Linked DNA regions of Zea mays: region 2 is linked to region 1. Evidence: chromatin contacts called from public Hi-C data. All regions are on one chromosome and are shown on one strand. The core of a region is the stretch at or near the end of the contact, and the rest is flanking DNA. Distances in the headings are between cores, read along the strand shown. Region 1 overlaps LOC100280503. Region 2 holds the start of LOC100272851 (eukaryotic translation initiation factor 3 subunit 3).

What was found. Hi-C and Micro-C count contacts between places; a contact is called where the count stands out from the background.
Region 2: a Hi-C map of leaf shows a contact between it and region 1, with 8 times the contacts expected there. The contact joins the promoter of LOC100272851 here to the enhancer-like site in region 1. A contact is called at or near these places in 4 of 25 Hi-C or Micro-C datasets (ear, leaf and an unstated tissue).

What each region holds. Positions count from the first base shown.
Region 1 is chr10:109,860,896-109,866,498 of Zm-B73-REFERENCE-NAM-5.0, forward strand. LOC100280503 reads left to right here. Exons shown (of 12, transcript NM_001153423.1): 10 at 73-140; 11 at 316-468; 12 at 1,391-1,637. The coding sequence ends at 1,448. Among protein-coding and RNA genes, the nearest start is that of LOC100280503, 22 kb to the left of the region's middle. Within about 2 kb of position 2,251, at least 12 of the 20 cell types and tissues checked have an H3K27ac peak or open chromatin away from gene starts, as enhancers often do. A contact at or near this core is called in ear and leaf, where this site is marked.
Region 2 is chr10:110,012,062-110,017,664 of Zm-B73-REFERENCE-NAM-5.0, forward strand. LOC100272851 (eukaryotic translation initiation factor 3 subunit 3) reads left to right here and starts at 2,944. Exons shown (of 12, transcript NM_001147304.1): 1 at 2,944-3,251; 2 at 3,342-3,439; 3 at 3,689-3,805; 4 at 3,938-4,041; 5 at 4,977-5,043. The coding sequence starts at 3,242.

The sequences.
Region 1 (5,603 bases), core at 1,001-3,500:
ACTTTTCCATGATTTATCTGAGGTTTACTACGTTATCTATTTGTTTGATTGAGTGCCTTCCTTGAAATTCAGTTCCAATATTATAACCGCAATCTCTCAAGACAACAGTCACAGCAGCAGGCATGGCTTCAAAAGAGAAGGTTGGAAAATGCCTACTTTGTAGTGCATATGTACATTATTACCTCATGCATTTCATATGATCATATCTTTTGTGAACCGTGGCTGTTTTAAGGAAGTTCTTTCTCAGTGGAATATTGTGTGTCTATCATTCATTCACATTGTCTCATTGTTTTTTTGTGTTTTGTGCTGGTACAGGCAGGAGAACATGGCGAGGAAAGCAGCTGGTGAGGAGCCACTACCAGAAGAAGATCCATCCAATCCTATATTTAAGCCTATTCCTGAGCCCTCACGATTGGAGGGCTATCTAGTAACTAATCAGATCTCCAGTTACTGCAACCATATCAACGGGTACAGATTCTAATATTCCATAAATTCTATGCCTATCTTTATTGAGTCCCAAAGCTCTTGCATGATTCTATTTTTGGGAAGCATCTATAGATGTAGGAGGAAGGGCAGGCCTAGTGCAGTGGTGAGAGCTGCCTCACCGAGCCATTAGGTCATGGGTTTGAAGCAGCCTCTCCTCATTTGAGGGAGAAGGCTTCATCAGTTTATCCCTTTTCTAGACCTCACTCATTGGGAGTCTGGCTCTGGGTCTGTCTTTTTTTATCCATGAGATTATTGAGTCTTCTAGTGATTATGGTCTTCACAACCCAATTTTTCTTCCAGCTACTGTCATGTTTGCAGTGTTTAAGTGATGATTGATAATCTTCAGATCAGTTGAAGGTTAACAAAATGTGCTCTTAGCATCTCCCTTCTGTTTTAGTACCAAAAAAACCTTGCTCTTAGCAGTTTGTACCTATTGTTATATGTTATACAATTTTTGCAAATGCAACCTGCTTTCCTTGGCTAAATTACCTGGCAATTTGGAAGCTGCATTAGAAATCAGGTTGGTGCACGCCAATACACCATCACAAAATAGAATGCTCATTCCTTCGAGAGATGGAATGAGTGAAACATACTGGGAATGGAGGGATGCTTGGGTCGACCGAGAAGCCCATTCCATTGAATTGGGGTTTCATTTTTCAGTTTATTTTGTAGTTTGTACACATTTTTATATAAAAATAACAAAAAATGGATCGAGTCGATGGGTTGTCCACTTGTATCCCCAGTAGTGTATAGCGCTGCATCCCCACCCCCCCACTTTTCTGGCAATAGTACATTAAATTAATAAATGAAATACTGCTTTTGTAGTTCTGTTTACCCCTAGGATTGATTTCCTGTGCTTCATAGTGCACTCATATATTGATCGTAATTTGTGTCACATTGGCAGGGTTGCTGGTCAGAATTTCGACAGGCTATACCTGATGAAGGCCTTGCATGAGGATTAGAAGACTGGGCTGTGATGAATGCTGTTAGAATTAGCTTGTGATACTGCTCAAAATCGTAATTTTGTGATGTACCTTTACATGGGCGTGCCTGTCCTCTACTTAATGTTTCCATGGACCAGATGGTTAGCTCGTGATACTTAATGTACTTGCATATGTATGCGTTGCCGTATAAACCAATTTTCTCCATTAGTATTTTTGTGACGCTCAGTTTGAAGTCCATAGTGTAGCTTGTTTTCGTTCTCGATTTGGGCTGTTGTCAAATGGTAGGTACTGTTGGAATTGTCTATCTCGTCTTATCAGTTTAAAGGTTTTAGGTTTAACAGGTAGTGCATGCGACTTAGGCCATGTTTAATGAAAAACAGCTTATTGTCTGCTTTTAGTTTATTACGAGAAGCGTCGATAACGATAAGATGCTATAGAAAAGAAAGGTCTTGTTTGGTACAATCTTTTAAATCTTCTAAGAAGCTGTAAACTAAGTTGTGTTAAATAAAGCCCTAATATGATATCAGAGTTAAATGTGAAGATGTAAACTAAGTTGTGTTAAATAGAGCCTTAATATGATAAGGTCTTCATTTTAATTTCTTATTAACATATTAAATAAAATAATTAGTGTTCGCTCCTATTCTAAGAGTCTTATGGTGCATCTCTTTTACTAAAACCTGCTATCCTTTCTGGCCATGCGCTCGTGCCAACGTGTAGATAGAAACTCTCTCCGTTTCTTTTTATTTGTCGCTGGATAGTGCAACACCAACCGAACCCGTTACCTGTTAGACAAAGTCAAAGTTAAGGAAGACACAAGGATCTGTCATGGCACTGTTCTTCAACGACAAGATGCCGCTTGCGCTGCCTTCTCCCTCCACACGTTGTGGCCGCTACAACCGCCCCCAGATTCGCTCTCTTCTTCCTTGTCCAGCCAGCGGTAGCGGTGCCCGCTCCCTATTGCTCGGTGCCCGCGCGAGGTTGGCTGGTCCACACACCGCCGTGTTCCGCCCGTGAAGCCGAGTGCGCCATCCAACATCTGCTCTTCTTCCCTGTGACGCCGCATGCTCCGCGGTTCCAAGGCATTGCCCTCTTCCTCCCCGTGGAGATGGCCCGCTTGGCGAATTGGAGGTTTCGTGTCGCCGCGCCGCATCCGCTGCTCGTGAAGCCGTGTGCGCCACCAAGGCACCAACATATGCTCTTCCTCTTCCTCTTCGTGACGCCGCATGCTCCGCAGTTCCAACTTGCATTGCTCTCTGTTGCAGTCTATTGCTCAGTGGAGAGGGAGACAGACAAAATGACAGAGACAATCACTTTATTACAGGGAAGACAATGCTTATATACAAGCGAATCAGTGTCTCTCCAAGTGGTGTGTCCCTTAGGGCTACTTTGGGAACCTCAAATCCCCTTCGGGATTGGAGGGGATTAAGGTAGAAATGAACTAATTTCCTCTCCAATCCCCTTCAATCCCGAAAGAGATCTGAGTTTCCAAACTAGCCCTTAGTGAGAACGTGTCGCACCCCATGGAGGGGATTGATCACAACTATTGTAACACTCCCCCTTAATCAATTCAAGTACATTTGATCATCTGCAAGCCGTCTTTCAATATATCATCTCCTCAAAAACCCTGTGGGGAAAAATAAGGAGTACACAATGTCTTTTGGATAATGAGAATAATCTCACTTGTACTCCAAAAAAAATATGCTTGTAATCATCATGCATAAAAACCACCGTGGGAAAAAAATCAATGATGAAGCATATAACTTACTTGATATTACCTCATTAAAAACTTTGGATGAGAAAACCTTAACAAGACAAAACTCATACAAATAAAAAGTGTAATATGATGATTCAAAACAGGTCAAATATCACAGAGAATTACTCCCCCTGATTCTTGCAATCACTTAAGTCTTCTCATACCAATCCTCTCAACACATTTCTGAAACGTGGAGTATGATATAGATTTTGTGAATAGACCAACAAGATTATCACAAGACTTTGTTTGCAAGATGTTAATATTTCCATTTTCCTGTTTCCATCTGAACAACACAAGCTCAATTATCCTTATAGATAATCGTCGGTGGTTCAATTGAACCATGACATGCCATTGTTCTCCTATGGACCTCTAGCCCAAAGAACAATAATACGTTTAAAGTCAACATCTCAGAAACTCCCTACAGAGAAAATAAATGATGAGACATATAACTCAGTCTAATATTTCTTCAAGACAATCTTGTCAGAAAATCTGAGAAATCAACATATCAGCCGAGTCTCCTTAAAAACCCAGTGGGAAAAATAAGGAGAGTAGTCATACTCTATTGTTGATCCATTTGAACTTTAGGGAGATAAACTCATATCCTAGTTCAAATACAACAATAACTATGCCATAATGTGTCATCCTTGAAAAACCTCTACGGGAAAAATAGATGATACGACATAGGACTTGTGTTGATGTTGCCTCGTTAAAAACTTTGAATGAGAAACCCAAACAGGGGAAAAACTCATGCAAAGAAAAGAGTACAACATGATGTAAGAACAAGTTCTTCCGATCAAGAGGAAACTCCCCCTGATCTTTACAAATCACTAAGTCATCCCATACCTGCTCTCAAACACATTTAAAATGTGGAGTAAAGTAGAGACTTAGTTCGTAACTTGTTTTTTATCTAAACAACACAAAGTAATATTATCTTCATAAATAATAAGGTCAGTGACATAAAATCATGACTACCACATATCCTCAGTATGTAGTATATCATTCTGTACAATCCCACGAAGTGTGCTACAAAATGATTAGTGTAAGTGACCACTAATCTTTGTTGATAGACATTTATCAAACAGTAGGTCCAACTTACCAAAAGTATGTCATTGATCTTGTACCTGGGGATCTTCTATAGATATCCAAGATCAATATATCCAAACATAAGGAGAGCATGAGTACATATGGAGATCATAACTCGATCTCATGTGCTGTTAGCTAGCAAATCATTGCAAATCAATATCCGACCGGATGCTCTTGCAAGATACAATATCACATCTCATGATCTGAAAGAATCAAATAACCATGATTCTTTCATATTGAATTTCTTCAATATATGTTGGATATAAACAACTTTGTATCTAATATACTCAAGATACTTTACTTTGAATTGAAAATCTTTTCAATTCATATCCTCTATCTCGAACTTCGTCGATAAGGAATGTATGTTTATAAATATGCTGCACATATTTGCACTAAACATACCACTCTTCGTGTATCCCTTCGGAAGGAAGGATTCACTAGCTCGAATGTACCATATTTGACCTGAATGCTCTAAGTCACAAAGACTTTCCAAGCATTGCAAATTTGTGATTAGTGATTATATATTTTGAATCCTTCAAGACTCCACAAATATCATAATCTAGTGACCACATAAGCATATGTTGTCACTATATGTACCAACTGCAAAGATAGATGATTTACTGCCCATATTATTGTATCGGAATTTAACTACTCACAGTAGAGGATAATTGTGAGCACCTAGAGGGGGGGTGAATAGGTGATCCTGTAAAATTAAACACTAAATAGCCACAAAACTTAGTTATAGAAGTGTTAGTGCGACTAAGTAGTTTTGAGGCGAGTTCTTGTGGACAAAACAATCACAGAGAAAACAAACACAAGAGACACGCGATTTTATCCCATGGTTCGGCCAAGTAACACTTGCCTACTTCCATGTTGTGGCGTCCCAATGGACGAGGGTTGCACTCAACCCCTTTCAAGTGATCCGACGATCAACTTGAATACCACGGCTTTCTTCCTTATAGTCTTTCTCCCGTTTGCGAGGAATCTCCACAAGTTGGAGCCTCTCGCCCTTACAATAAAGATCACAAAGAAGGCACAAGAGTAAGGCTAGGAGAGCAACACACACAACACACAAATCCGCAGCACACACACGCACACAAGCCAAGACTTGAGCTCGAAACGTAGCATAGAGAGTTCACAACTCGAACGGAGCTCAAATCACTAACACAATCGATCAAATGCGCGGAGGCGGAGTGTGGGAGTCTTAGAATGCTTAGTGAATGCTTAGGTGTCTCCTCCATACGTCTAGGGGTCCCTTTTATAGCTCCAAGGCAGCTAGGAGCCGTTGGAGACAATCTTGGAAGGCCAATATTGCCTTCTGTCGTGTGGTGCACCGG
Region 2 (5,603 bases), core at 1,694-4,193, 150 kb after region 1:
CCTGCCACCGCTGCGTTGCTCCACGACGCCGGCGAGTCTTTCGTCTCCGACGAGCCCTCCAGTGAGCATTTTTCATCCATTCTACTTTCCCGTTCTTCGTTTCTGTGTTTCCTTCGCCCGTAGCCGCCATGGCACCACAATTTCCCCCTGCATACCGTGCTCCAGCAAGCCACCTGGTTATGAGCCCCTATCCGCGCTACGCCGCATCGTGCGAGCCGTCGCGCTTGGTAGCCGCGCTCGGCCTCGGCGAGCCGCCGCCCGCCGTGTAGCCGGCCATGGCGCATAGCTATGCGCCCTCCCCTGCCTACGTGCGCAGCAGCCGCCGTGTCCCTCTGACATGGTCGTGCGTATCACTCCGGCGAGCGCCGTTGCACCCGCCTGATGGACAGTGGCGCTTCCCAGCCCCACCTCGCCGCCACCGTCTGCTGTTGCAGCCGCTTGCCGCGGCCTGCCCGCGCTGCTCTGGCGCGTCGCCAGACCTGGCCACCGGCGTGTTCGTTTCAGCCGGCGCCGCCTCCTCCCCTGTCACCCTGTGTTGTGCTGCCCCATACTGCAACTGCAAGTTGAAGAAAAGAAAACTGTCTCTGCGCTTCCTTCGTTCATGTGACCAGGGAAGGAGAACGGGCCCATCGTGGCCACGTGTCCACATTTGGTTGGCTGCAAGAATGATCGTGGACACACATGGGATGAAAACCGCCCACACCTGACCCTATGATCTTTTGCGACCATGTCCGTGTGGCCGTTCATGTGGCTAGTTTTGGCCAATAAAAATTAGACATGTCGCACAGGTCGTTAAACGTTAATGTATTTTGCATTAAATATCCATTTTATCCCATTCAAATTTCGTTAGATTCGTATTAACGTTATCTACACTTTAAAAATATTGTTTCATCATCTCACATGTTTTAAATAGTTTATTAAATATTTGTTTAACTAACGTTTTAAATTGGTTTTCCAATTGAAACTAATTTATAGTTTTTAATTGGCGCTTTTATAAATAAATGTTAACTTGATTAATACCAATTTAAATATTTTTTTATGTAATACTTGTTTAGTATAAACACGATATATGTTAGTAGTTTACATATGTTGTGTCTACCTTGCCGCGTTGTGTATCGCGCTCGCCATCACCGTTGTCGAGTCGCGTCGACGCCTCGCCGAGCCACCACACGGAAGCGTCTGCGAGCCCACATCAGGGGTCATGCGAAGCTCGGCACCGTTCCTCGTCATGCTAGCCAATTGGAGCTTCACCCCGAGGAGAGAAACGCCGCCCTCATCTACCCCCATCACTGTCTACCCCTAGACATCTATCCATAGATGTCTACCCTTGCGCGTAGCCCCGCCATCGCCTCGCTACCGCGTTCGCGTCGTGCGCCGTAGCCAGCGCCCTCATTGCTACATCTGCGCATTTTTCGTTTGCTGTTGTGCGCGTCGCGCCCCCTTTCGTAGTGGCGCGCTTTGCCGTGCGTCGTTAATCCACTTCGCTTAGAATCGCTCATATTAATTAATTGATTAATTAATTAACCGACAGCTGTTAGTGTAGTAGATTAACCGAAACTAAATATTAGCTCTAATTTATATCTCATAAATGTAGAGTAATGTGATTATGATGAGTTAAATGTTAAATGTTATAGTTCATATTCGTATAACATAAACTCGATAACTTTTCAACTGTATCTTTAATTAAGTCGTTGCCATAGAATCTTCGTTCTCCGGCTTCGACCCAATTGACAGGCATTCTACACCTTCTTCCGTACAATGCTTCAAATGGTGCCATCTTTATGGTGCTTTGGTAACGTTTGTTGTAGGAAAACTCGTCCAACGGTAGCCACGATTCCCATGATCCTTTCGACAATAGCACACAAGCTCTTAGCATATCTTCGAGAATCCGATTTATCCTCTTGGTCTGTCCCGATGTTTGAGGGTGATAAGCTGAGCTATGCACGAGCTTAGTCCCCAAACCTTTCTGTAGTTGTTCCCAAAAGTGAGTGGTAAATTGTGTCCTAGGGTCCGACACAATGGTTTTTGAAATTCCATGTAGTCGAATAATTTCCGCGATATAAATGTCTGCATACTTCAGTGATCTATACGTTGTTTTGACATGCAGAAAATGAGCTGATTTAGAGGGTGTTTGGTTTTGAGTGACTAATCTTTAGTTCCTTTATTTTATTCTATTTTAGTCTTTAAATTGTCAAATACAGAAACTAAAATAGAGCTTTAGTTTCTATATTTGACAATTTAGATACTAAAATGGAATAAAATGTAGGGACTAAACATTAGTCCATAAAAATCAATCACTCTCTTAGTGAGTCGATCCACAATCACCCATATTGAGTCATTGCCTTTTTTAGTAATAGGAAGTCCAGTAATAAAATCCATACTAATCTTCTCCCATTTACATTTAGGTATAGATAATGACTGCAATAGGCGAGCTGGCTTTATGTGGATAGCCTTGAGGCTTTCACTGGCTGAACAACAGATTGTATTCTGAATCATTCAGAACCAAAAGTCAAATACAGATTGGACATTCAACGTTGTTTGTAGTCACCACTCACCATATTACATTTGTTTGGCCGGCCGGTGAGGTATTATAAGGTACCCATTCTCGTAGCACCAATAACGTGAACAATAAATAGTACTGTAATCCCAACAAGGACTGGGATTTTTATCTCCCTCTGCGTTACATTGCATTACATGAGGAAAAAAGAACAAAATTAGCCAATATGATAGAAGGATCAATAGTATCAACCATATTTTTACTAACAGAGTAAATCTGTATAAAATGAGGATGGCAGGGGCGGATGGCCGGCACCATGCGGCGGGCGCGGCGGGAGGTTGTTGGCGACAAATGTGGCGGAGGTTGTTGCGCGCGGGGACATGACCCGTGGTGAGATAGATGAAGAAATGTGGGAGAACGGTTGGAGACGACGATTTTGGATCCAAGCAAATCCAGGCACAGAACGCGTCGGCACGCGCGTTGCCGAATTCGTGGAGTGCGGACTCCGCGTGAATCCCTATCCGGTTTCAATATAAGAGATTTAAATCTTTTTTAACGAACCGAGCAGATCCGCGCCCCACCTTATATATATCAACTGGACTCGAACGTCCTGCTCTCTGCTCTCCCCGCAGACAAAAAACCCTAGAATTCCCAGCCGCCGCTCTCCTTTCCCTCGATCCGTTCCTCCAAGCGCGCACGCATCCTCACGCCAGCGCACCGCCGCCCAACGATCTACGAGCTGCCATGGCTAACTGTAAGGGACTTCCGATTTTCCGAAGCCTTTCCTTAGCCTCTCTCTCGTCATCTCGTGCGCTAACCTTGGATCTGGTTGGCTGGCTTGCAGCAGCGGCACCGGGAGGAGTGAGGTCGTTCCTGCAGGCCGTGTCTACGGTCACCGAGGAGACGCGGACGCCGCTCCGTGTCGTCCAGATGGAGGGCCTGGTAATTACTTCCGAACCCCACCCAGTCTGCTGTTTGTGCTTGCGTTTTGGCATTCGAGATTTGAGAAACTTAGGCGTGCTCAGAGGACGAATCTGTTCGCATAGAGTCAGATGTATTGGGGATCGAAATCAGGGGAAAGTAAACCCTTTCCTTTTAGGGGATAAATTTCCCTGTAGCAGGAAGCATTCTTTGTATCTTAATTCCACAAGCACTGTGTTATTTGTTTTCACAATAATGCTATTTTTGCAGGCTGTACTGAAGATCATTAAGCACTGTGAGGAGTTTGCGCCTGCTTTAGTTACAGGTCAATTGCTTGGTTTGGATGTCGGTAGTGTTCTGGAAGTGACCAACTGTTTTCCATTCCCTGTGAGCCCTTGCTCCTTAACATTCTAAGCAGCTCTGTACTGATTATGTATTTTTCTGCTAAGGTCTTCCAGGGTAGTAGTTGTTCTTTCACATTTTATAGGCTAATGGCTATCTTACTATTTTTTACTGAAGATGAGGGAAGAGGATGATGAAGCAGATGCAGATGGTGCCAATTATCAGCTTGAGATGATGAGGTGTTTGAGGGAAGTTAATGTTGACAACAATACTATTGGATGGTAAGCTAAGCTAATTTCAATTTAATCTAATATCTAGTACCATATCAATATTCAATTGATTTAGAAATAATCAGTGGTGGATTGAGTTCTTTTGACATGCACATTGACACAAAATTCATCTTCTTGGCTACTTGTGGATTATATATTTAATGATCTTGGACAAGTAAATAGTAGCTCTTGAGTATGTATGACTGATATGTTCACAATTGACCTTTTTCTTGGCCATAAGTGTCTCTTCATATCACTTTAATTTTACTATGTTTTTTATGTTTTATTTTTATTATGCAGCAGAACAATATAGGCACGTATGAAGTAGCTTTAAATGAAATTGCGAGATACATTTTCTGTTATGTGGTACCGAGAACTGGTGGATAATGTCTTTGATATTCTACCTGTTGAAACTAACAATTTTGAAAATTCACGTGCTAAAATGACTTCACAGATTTATTATCCTACCTAAATCAAGGACTGTTAACCAAAATTGCTGGAACCTTGTATTTGGTCATATTTTGGGAGCACAAGTTATTTGAAGATTGCAAGATCTTTTTGGGGGTTGGGTAGGTAGGAGTAATCAGGCTGCTGCCACTGTAAATTTTGCTGATCAGTATTGATTGCTATGCTTTATTGATGATCATGCAATCGGCGTTGGTGGGCGTGTATGTACATGCACTACTTTCACTCTATGACATGTGGAGCACATAATACTTGCTCATGCCATGTGACAAGTATGAACTTTTTAACTACCACAAGTGATCAAAGGCACATCGTTATTACTGCTTGTGCAATATTTTATAAGCTTTACATTTTGTTTCATAATTTCATATTACTATAGAGTAGGTGGTTTCTAGTGGCAATTATTTACCTCTGTAGTAATCCAAGTTTATCTTACTATTTTAACTTATTTGCATTCCATTTCTTCGGGTCTACACATACAGGTATCAGTCTTGCTTGCTTGGATCTTTTCAAACTGTGGAACTGATTGAAACATTTATGAACTATCAGGTACGGGGCAGATAGATAAGCTAGGTTTTTTATCCAGCCTATTCGCTGATATCAGATACTTCCCGAGCCTAAAAAAACTACCATCCCTTTCCATTTTACATTTTCCTCTACTATGTTATATCATGACTGCATTAGTGGTTTAATCTGTTACCTAATTATAAAAATAGTAACCTGCCAAATAGTCGAATGGTTCAGGAAAGAAGACTTTGAGTCCACGAGTGATGCATTTATATTTGCAATGATGTTTGTTTTATCTGTCTCTAGGTCTCAATATTTTTTTGGGTGGGGGTTTAAATTAAGTGTGGTTTCACACATTTGTCTAATGCCATGTTTGAACAGATCTCATGTATATTGGATTTGTGTTCCAACTCCAAATACTTGTCAAGAACAGAAATCGCTGCAATATTAGAGATGGAGAGTTGCGAGTGGTAAAAAAAGGGACAATGCTTAAGTTGCATGAAAACTGGATGAGTATAGGTGAAGCAATGCGTGTGTTAGATGGTACTAGTTGCTACGCTAACCTATTGAAATAGATTTCAATGGGGTAACCTTTTTGGGAG